Linked DNA regions of Mus musculus: region 1 is linked to region 2. The links are chromatin contacts, called in public Hi-C maps. All regions are on one chromosome and are shown on one strand. The core of a region is the stretch at or near the end of the contact, and the rest is flanking DNA. Distances in the headings are between cores, read along the strand shown. Region 1 has its middle 41 kb from the start of Agr3. Region 2 has its middle 93 kb from the start of Mir680-3.

Region 1 (3,862 bases), core at 1,167-3,666, 600 kb after region 2:
ATCTCCTCTGTTATCATCTGCCTTGGGTCTGTTTCATTTTTCTTTCATGCTACTGGCTTTCTCCATCTCTCTCAGACGATTTTCACCATTGTGAATGAGAATCTCCAAATAGCTAAAAAGATTTCCTGTGACTTTCAGTTTGACTTCTTTTACTTGAGCATACAAACACACAGATTTTACCAGTGTTTCCATTATGACCCTGGGAGAGAATCCTGTGTTTGTGAGTAGGATACACATCTGACTGGCTTTGTGACTTCAGCAGGAAAACACTCTTTAGGTGAGTGAGACCTCCAAATGGCAGAATAGGGAGAGGATGGCCCTGCAACAGAGTCTCACCCTAGGAATCTTAACTCTTAAAAAACCTGCATTAATATATTATACGCAGTGCTGGGTTCATTGTGGTCTTTCGGTTTATCTCCATCATGCATGTGGTCATGTCCATCCCCCATTGTCCTCTATTGTCTACTGTCTCTCTCACTGATACCTCTCCTATTCCCAACTAGGAATATTTTTACATCTTCTTTTTAAATTTCTTTTCTTTTCTTTTGTGACCTGGTGAACTTACAGAATTTCTTTCCCTTCTTTCTTTCTTTCTTTCTTTCTTTCTTTCTTTCTTTCTTTCTTTCTTTCTCTCTTTCTTTCTTTCTTTCTTTCTCTCTCTCTCTCCCTCTCTCTCTCTCTCTCTCTCTCTCTCTCTCTTTCTCTCTTTCTTTCTTTCTCTTGGTAGAGTGGGGGTTTCTCTGAACACAGTAATAGGAAAGAGAAAGAAAGAGAATGGGAAAAGCACACTGCCATGGGGCACATGGGATTCTGCCAACATCACTCAAGGGGTTAAATGGATGAGAAAACCACTGTAGGAGAACCTGAGGTGGCATTGGGCATCCTAAGCACAGTTGAGAGAAGACAGAAGGCATTACCTCAGAGGAACAGAACATACTAATGCTCAGAAGACTTAAACACCCAACAGATAATATTGGTGCCTCTCTCCGTTAAGCCATGTTCAACCATTGGACATTGTTTAGTTCTGTTACGTGTTGCCTTTTTAATTTAATTGCCTCACTGTGAGTAAGTAGTTCTATGGACTCTCTTATCAGTCTGTTTTTCTTCCTGCTTTCAGGTCCCTCAGAAAACTGTTGCACAGGTTAGCATGGCATGAACATGTCAGTACTTATTGACAAGACCCTGGAAACTGTGTAGCAGAGGCAAGCCTCAGCACAGGTGGCATGCAGCACCTCAGCTGAGCGCTATGAGGAAGTCCCACAAATCAGAGGCCCCAGGGAACTAATCCTGGTTCGTAACACATAACATGCTTGCATGATCTTGTTTGGCATTGTGACTTACCTACAAATCTATTACTTGACTTATATAAACTCTAGCATATGCAATAATGTGGCTTGTTATACTGTTATTATAAATATATGTCTTTATTACTTTGTTTAATCTTCAATCCCTGAGAAATCCAATGGTTTTTATTTTTATTTTTTAATTTTCTTTACTAAGTCAACATTCCACAAAGTGTACTCTATGAGTCAGACAACCAGGGCCATGTGGTAATCATGTCCTGGACGTCTTTTCAGACCCTAGCTATTGAAAATGGGCCTTCTGGGTATCTCTACTCCTCCGATCCCTAGCTCTTCAGTCTGTGTATAATTAAGCACTGCAGGAGAAGCAAAAGAATTGGCCTGTGCCACCCATGTAGTATGGGAATGGGAGCCCACAACACTGTGACAGTTCTCTGGGTCTTCTTGGGGTGGGGGTAGGCGGTCCACTGTGGGAGTTTCAGGGTGAAGAAGCTGATGGGATCTGAGGAAGTGTGAGGTCCAAGTTTTATCCAGGACATGCCTAGAGAGAAATGGGAAAACCTATGGGTCAGCAGTAGTTTTGGTAGTTTAAGGAAGAGGTTTAAGGAGGAGCCACTGTTGGCATTTATATTTCGACCTTCATATAAACAATTTGCTGAAAGTAATTATCATTATTTTTTTTCTTTCCTTGAGACATTATATAGCCTTGCTGACCTGGAGCTTGTTATATAGACCAGACTGTCTTCAAACTCCTGGAGATCTGCCTGCTTCTGCCTCCCAAGTGCTGACATTAAAGGGGCAACTGCACCCAGCAAATGGATCTCTCTTTAGAGCTTTACATTTCTAAAAGGGGTATAGGAGGTTTGAGACTGCAAGCCCACATCCAAGGAGCAATAATTAACTCCACACACACTGAGGAAACATGTCAGAGAACAGGAAACATTGCCATCTTCTGCCTATATGAGAATGCTGCTTTTCTTTTTTTAAAACAAACAAACAAACAAAAAAACAAACAAACAAGCAAACAAAAACAAAGAGCTTTGTTCTGATCAAGACCAAGCTACTATTAGAATGTGTGGTCGGTGAGCACATAGCGCCACCTTGTGCAGCTGGGTGCCCTGTGAATGTCTCCTGTGTAGGAAAAATGTAAGCAGCAGAAGTGGAGGTTGTCTCACAGTGGGAGCCAATTCAAGTAAGCAGGCTTTTAGTGTGCAAACATAACTGTGTAAACAAATTCCCAGTTCTTTGCAAAGCAAAGCAGTGGGACCCATAGAAAAACAAAAAGACTAGTTTCTAAGCAGAGCAGGGGATGAGTCTGTTATGAGGGAAAAGTCACAAAAATAAGGTTGGGGGAAGGGAGGAATAACACGGGGAGGAACCAGAGGGAAGGGGAAGCGAGAAACAGGGTCTTAAAAAGGGAAGCAGCTTGAAGAGAGTTCGAGCGGTGTTGGAAGAGAGAACAGCGGAAAAGTAACTGTGGCACCCGTAAACCACAGCAACTAAGACACAGCCCCACCTGCACGCCTCCCCTCCCAGTGGATGTTTTAAGGTGGACAGTGACTTCCAAGTTCTGGCTCCCAGTCTCTGGAACTCCCAGTCTGCCCATTCCGCTGAGCTCTTCCGAAAAAAAAAAAAAATCGCACAGTGAAATCATGAATGTTTTAACGAAACTCGTAGCCTCCGATGAAAATCTAGAAAAGCCCTCAAGAAAACATGTTAGGCATCCGTTGATGTTTGTTTAATTCTTGTCGGGAGCCAAGTGAAAATGTTTGCATGTGCAATCTGTGCACAGTCATCGATCTGGTTCCATCAGGATGTAGCAGAGAGCAGCTGAGAGAAGTCAGGAAAGCCCAAAGGCGCCCGGCAGCCATTATCCCTATTTGGCCCCATTTTAACACTGAAGTTACCTTTCTATTAACTTTAAAAACTTACCATGACTCTATGGTCTTCTGATCCTGGGGATTGTGGTCACCATTGCTTCTTCCTATTCTAAGGCAGAAACGATCTCTCTTTGCTTGGAGAGAATCTAAACGGCCCTGAGTTCTTTGAGGAAACATAACACGGATGGACTCCTTAGAAGAGTCAATAATGGGTGACCATTTTTTAACTTATTCGTTAGTTATTTAATTAGTTATCCCCTTTATTCTAGTAAAGAATAAATCGTTCTTAGTCCTGTGTCTAAGAGAGGAGTGTTGGTAGAAACAAGTAAAAACGTATGATCTGAAAGATGGAGCACCTGTTAGGAGCTCTTTTGCTGCTCTTTCTGAGGATCTGAGTTCGATTCCCAGCACCCAAGTTATATGGTTCACAGCTGCACATAACTTCAGCTCCAGGAGATCCGATACCACGGGTTCTTGCATACACCTGCCATACAGACACTGAGACAAATATGTATCCTTACATGAAAATAAATCTTTGTTAAAAATTAACTCCCAGCAGATTCTGTGTTGCAGTCTATTTCTGTTCATCTAGATCCTTGCCCCCTGGATGGTCTGAGTAAGCCAACCAAAGGGAACTCTTGCCTCCAAATAAAAATGGACGAAAGAACTGAAGAGTCCAGG
Region 2 (3,891 bases), core at 35-2,534:
TCTATCTTTTCTTTCTTTCTTTCTTAAAGAAAAGGTCTCATCATGTATCCCAGGCTGGCCTTTAATTTTTGATGTGGTAGAGGTTGGATTTGAACCTCTTCCTGCCTTCTTGCTTTCATCTCCCATGTTCTGGGATTACAGGCATACACCTCCATACCTGGCTTGATTATATTCATCTGTAAGTGTCTACCCCTCCTCTGAAGGTGTAGCTTTTTCCTTAGAGGAACCACTTCCTTCATATCTACCACGTTTTCTCCTACAGGGTCAGTCAAACCATGAGTGTTGAAGTCAGTAGTAATCAAACACATGTTAGGAGCAGTCAGACTATTCAGAATTTTCATGTGTGCCAGGTCAGGCTTTCCTGGGCCAGCAGAACAAGAATTTATGGACTGTAGCAATGTGTGTGATGATGGTCATAGAATCAGGCTATCAATAGTGTATCTATTGAGTTATTTGATGTTTTTAGCACAAATGTCTACTTTGCATCAGACACAAGTCAATACCACCACTTAGCACCCTTCTTCTTACAAATGTACCTGGGATGAAATCAGCAATATCTACTTCTCTTTTTGCTAACTATGCTTCTTCCCTGATCGTTCTCTGCCTTCATGTGCTGTATCATGGTCCTTGATTTATTCTGAAGGCCGTCTGCATCATTCTGCTATTGCACAGGTATTGATTCAAGAGTTTAGTCAAGAGTGAATAGCAGCAATGTGTCAGGACAAGACAGCTTGCTAAGAGTGAAACAAGCAAGAAAGAGTGAGGTCCATGAGGCAGATGAGGTGCAGAGTCTCTGGGGGAATGGGGGAATGGGGGAATAGGGGGATGGGGGGATGGGGGGATGGGGGGATGGGGGGATAGGGGAATGGGGGAATGGGGGAATGGGAAAAGTACTATTGTACAGGACTTTTCATACTCTGCTGCCTCCTGTGGTCTTTGTGGTGGATACCTAAGTACAGGCAGAAAATTAGATGTGTATTGGTGCCAAGTATCCCTGACCAAGAATGCTCAAGTTTGCTTTACCTAGAGTGACCTAAGTGGAGACTGTAGACAGATTGTCTGGACAAAGGGAAGGCATGCATGAGTGTGTGATACTCAGTGTTAATTACGAAAACTATTGCTATGATTAAACCCCATTTCCAAAAACTGTTGGATGACAAAGGATTTACTTTGCTTATGTTTCCATATCACTGTTCATCATCACAGGAAATCAAGGCAGGAAGTCAAACAAGGCAGAAACAGAAGCGGATGCAGAGGCTATGGAGTGCTGCTTACTGGCTTATTCTCCATGATTCATTCAGCCTGCTTTCTTAAAAACCCAGGACTGCCAGCCCAGGGCTGGCCCCACCTACAATGGGCTGAGCCCTTCCACATCTACTACTAATTAAGAAAATGTCCTACAGGTTTGCCTACCTACAGCCCAATCTCATAAAGACATTTTTAAAATGGAGGCCCCCTCCTCTCTGATCACTCTAGCTTTTGTCAAGTTGAAGTAAACCAGCTAGGACAGAAGGGAAATTGAAACTTGATTAAGTGCAGATGGCTCATGATTTAGTCTAACACCCAGCTGTGGGAGTGGTATCCCTCACTGCAGGTTAAGGCAGAGACCTAACTGACAAACTGGAGGCTGGTTTAGGAGAGGAGCGTGGTTCATTTAGGGAGCTGAGGAGGGGATGACAGTGAAGGGTACAGACAGAAGGATCTCGGTAGGTGCCTGAATTTGGAAGGGATGGATACTCTAGTGTTATGTATGCTTTTACATTTCTGGAAGTTTTTGTTGAGTTGAGAAGAGCAATTACCCGGGAGCAGCATTAAGAAGCAAGGGCAGTCACTGTGCCTGCTAGCCTGGTGACATAGGGGCTTGAGAGAGAAAACAAGAATTGTGCAAGAAGACTGTAGAGGAAGCAGTGTCCTTATGAAATTCAGGGCTCAGGAGAAGTGATGTTAAAAGGTTTCCATGGTGTCCTAGGATACCTGTGGATTATGCTAATAACACATCGGGACTGCCATAGATTGGAGGATAGAAAGCCAGATCCAAGCTGACAGATATCTTAGTTTCTTTTCCCATTTCTGTACTAAAATCCTATTTGACAGAGTGATCTAAAAGAGGAAAGGTTTATTCTGGTTCATAGCTCATACCACAGGCACTCTTCATCATGGCTGAAAAGCCAAATTGGCAAGAGCTTGGGGCAGGTAACCCCATCTCATACCTAGTAAGGAAGCAGAGAACAGGGAATGGACACTGTGGCTCAGTGCCCTTTCCCCACACAGAGTCCAGGATTCCAGCCAAGGCTCCAGTGCTGCCCAGAGCTTAGGAATTTACCAGCTGGAAGACACTCACGTTTCTACCCATCCTTAGAGCTTATGAGTAAAACCACTACAGACAGTTCGGGGAATGCATCAATTTCATTTCTCTGTTGGTCAAAGTTAAGGAAGAGGGTTTTGTGTTGTGTGGTCAGTACATGCTTGCTCATAAGAAACTGCTTCATGCTTCCCCAAGTGACTGCATCAGTTTGCATTAAGTCTGTCCCATTTTTTAAAAAAATAATTTGCATACGTTAACTTGCTAATGATGGATTAATTCTATATTTCCATTTTAAGTCACCCTTTTCCTGATGTTGGTAGCTTGCTAGGTCCAATTTGTCAAGTATCTTGAGGAATTTTGTCTATATGTTGAGAGTGAAGGGTCTGGGACAGTTATTTATGCCTTCACACAGTTTGTGGTTACAACAAGTCTGGCCTTAGAAACAAAGTCAGGCTGTGCTCCTTTTTGAAGTTTTGTCTATAGTTCATGTAATGGCAAGATTTAGATAGAATCAGCCAGTATATCCTTCTGGTTCTGGTATTTTCCTTGTTAAGTTTTAGCTACAAATCTATTTTCTTTACAAGGTTTGTAACTACTTAACAATGTTTGTTTCTTCCCTAGCATGCTTTGGTAGCACTCTTTTCAGACACTGTCTGTTGTATTTGAGTTGTTGAGTTACTGACCTGTACAATTACATCTTTTTCCTGGCCCCGCCTACTCTGCCCCACCCCTTTCTTTTTCTCATGGCTTAGGCGCTTGTTACTCTGGCTGATCCATTAAAGCACAGCTTTTGTCTTACTGATATCTGCGTTCTTTTTGCTGTTTTATGCGCCCTTCCCTTCCTTAAGGTTTCCTTCCTTTGGTTTGCTTGCTTTGAGATTTATTCAGTCCCATTTTCAGGTTTCTTAAGGGAGGAGTTTGGGTAATTATTTTGAGCATTTTTTTCCCCTGATGTAGATACTAATGCAGAGATTTCCTCCTTTGACTTATTTTTACAAAAACCTTGATGTGCTGTTTTTACTTTAAGTAAAAGTTGCTTCTAATTTTGTCATCACTGTGCTCTACTAACAACATACCTAAGCTTGCAGTTTAATTTCCAACTATGTAAAAGCTTGCAGTGCTTTTGCTACAGACCCCTGGATTAATTTTCTTAGTATTATAAGGGACCCACGTTCAGTTACTTTCCCTATGAACTCAACTGAGAATTCAATAGAATCAGCGTAAGAAAGGAGATGTTTATTATGTGTCCCCCATCTAGAGGGAAACCATCCACCACAGTGGAGAAAGGCTGACAGTCGTACCATCTCAGTATGTAGTAGGGGGAACATGAGGGACTGGTCACACTGCAGTGGTATACAGGGAGAACACCCTAGACAGATAGAGAGCAAAGTTAGAACTCTAGGGACCCATGGGCTACAAACTGGACACTATGTATGAGGAAAGAAGAACCTAGAGGAGTCCTTGAATATCCAAACCATCACATTCTTCCCCAGGCCTCCAAAGACTCATGACCATCTCCTACAGAAACAGACATGCAGATGAGCTGCAAAGTTTTATATTGTCAATAATGACAACACTGTTACAAA

The links. Hi-C and Micro-C count contacts between places; a contact is called where the count stands out from the background.
Region 1: a Hi-C map of bone marrow-derived macrophages shows a contact between it and region 2, with 13 read pairs. The contact joins two enhancer-like sites. A contact is called at or near these places in 1 of 484 Hi-C or Micro-C datasets (bone marrow-derived macrophages), 3 of 115 datasets of contacts at active chromatin or transcription factors (bone marrow-derived macrophages, cardiomyocytes and pancreatic cancer cells) and 1 of 9 other capture datasets (bone marrow-derived macrophages).

The regions. Positions count from the first base shown.
Region 1 is chr12:35,882,670-35,886,531 of GRCm38.p6, forward strand. No RefSeq gene overlaps it. Among named protein-coding and RNA genes, the nearest start is that of Agr3, 41 kb to the right of the region's middle. Within about 2 kb of position 2,417, at least 32 of the 459 cell types and tissues checked have an H3K27ac peak or open chromatin away from gene starts, as enhancers often do. A contact at or near this core is called in bone marrow-derived macrophages, where this site is marked.
Region 2 is chr12:35,285,882-35,289,772 of GRCm38.p6, forward strand. No RefSeq gene overlaps it. Among named protein-coding and RNA genes, the nearest start is that of Mir680-3, 93 kb to the left of the region's middle. Within about 2 kb of position 1,285, at least 36 of the 459 cell types and tissues checked have an H3K27ac peak or open chromatin away from gene starts, as enhancers often do. A contact at or near this core is called in bone marrow-derived macrophages, where this site is marked.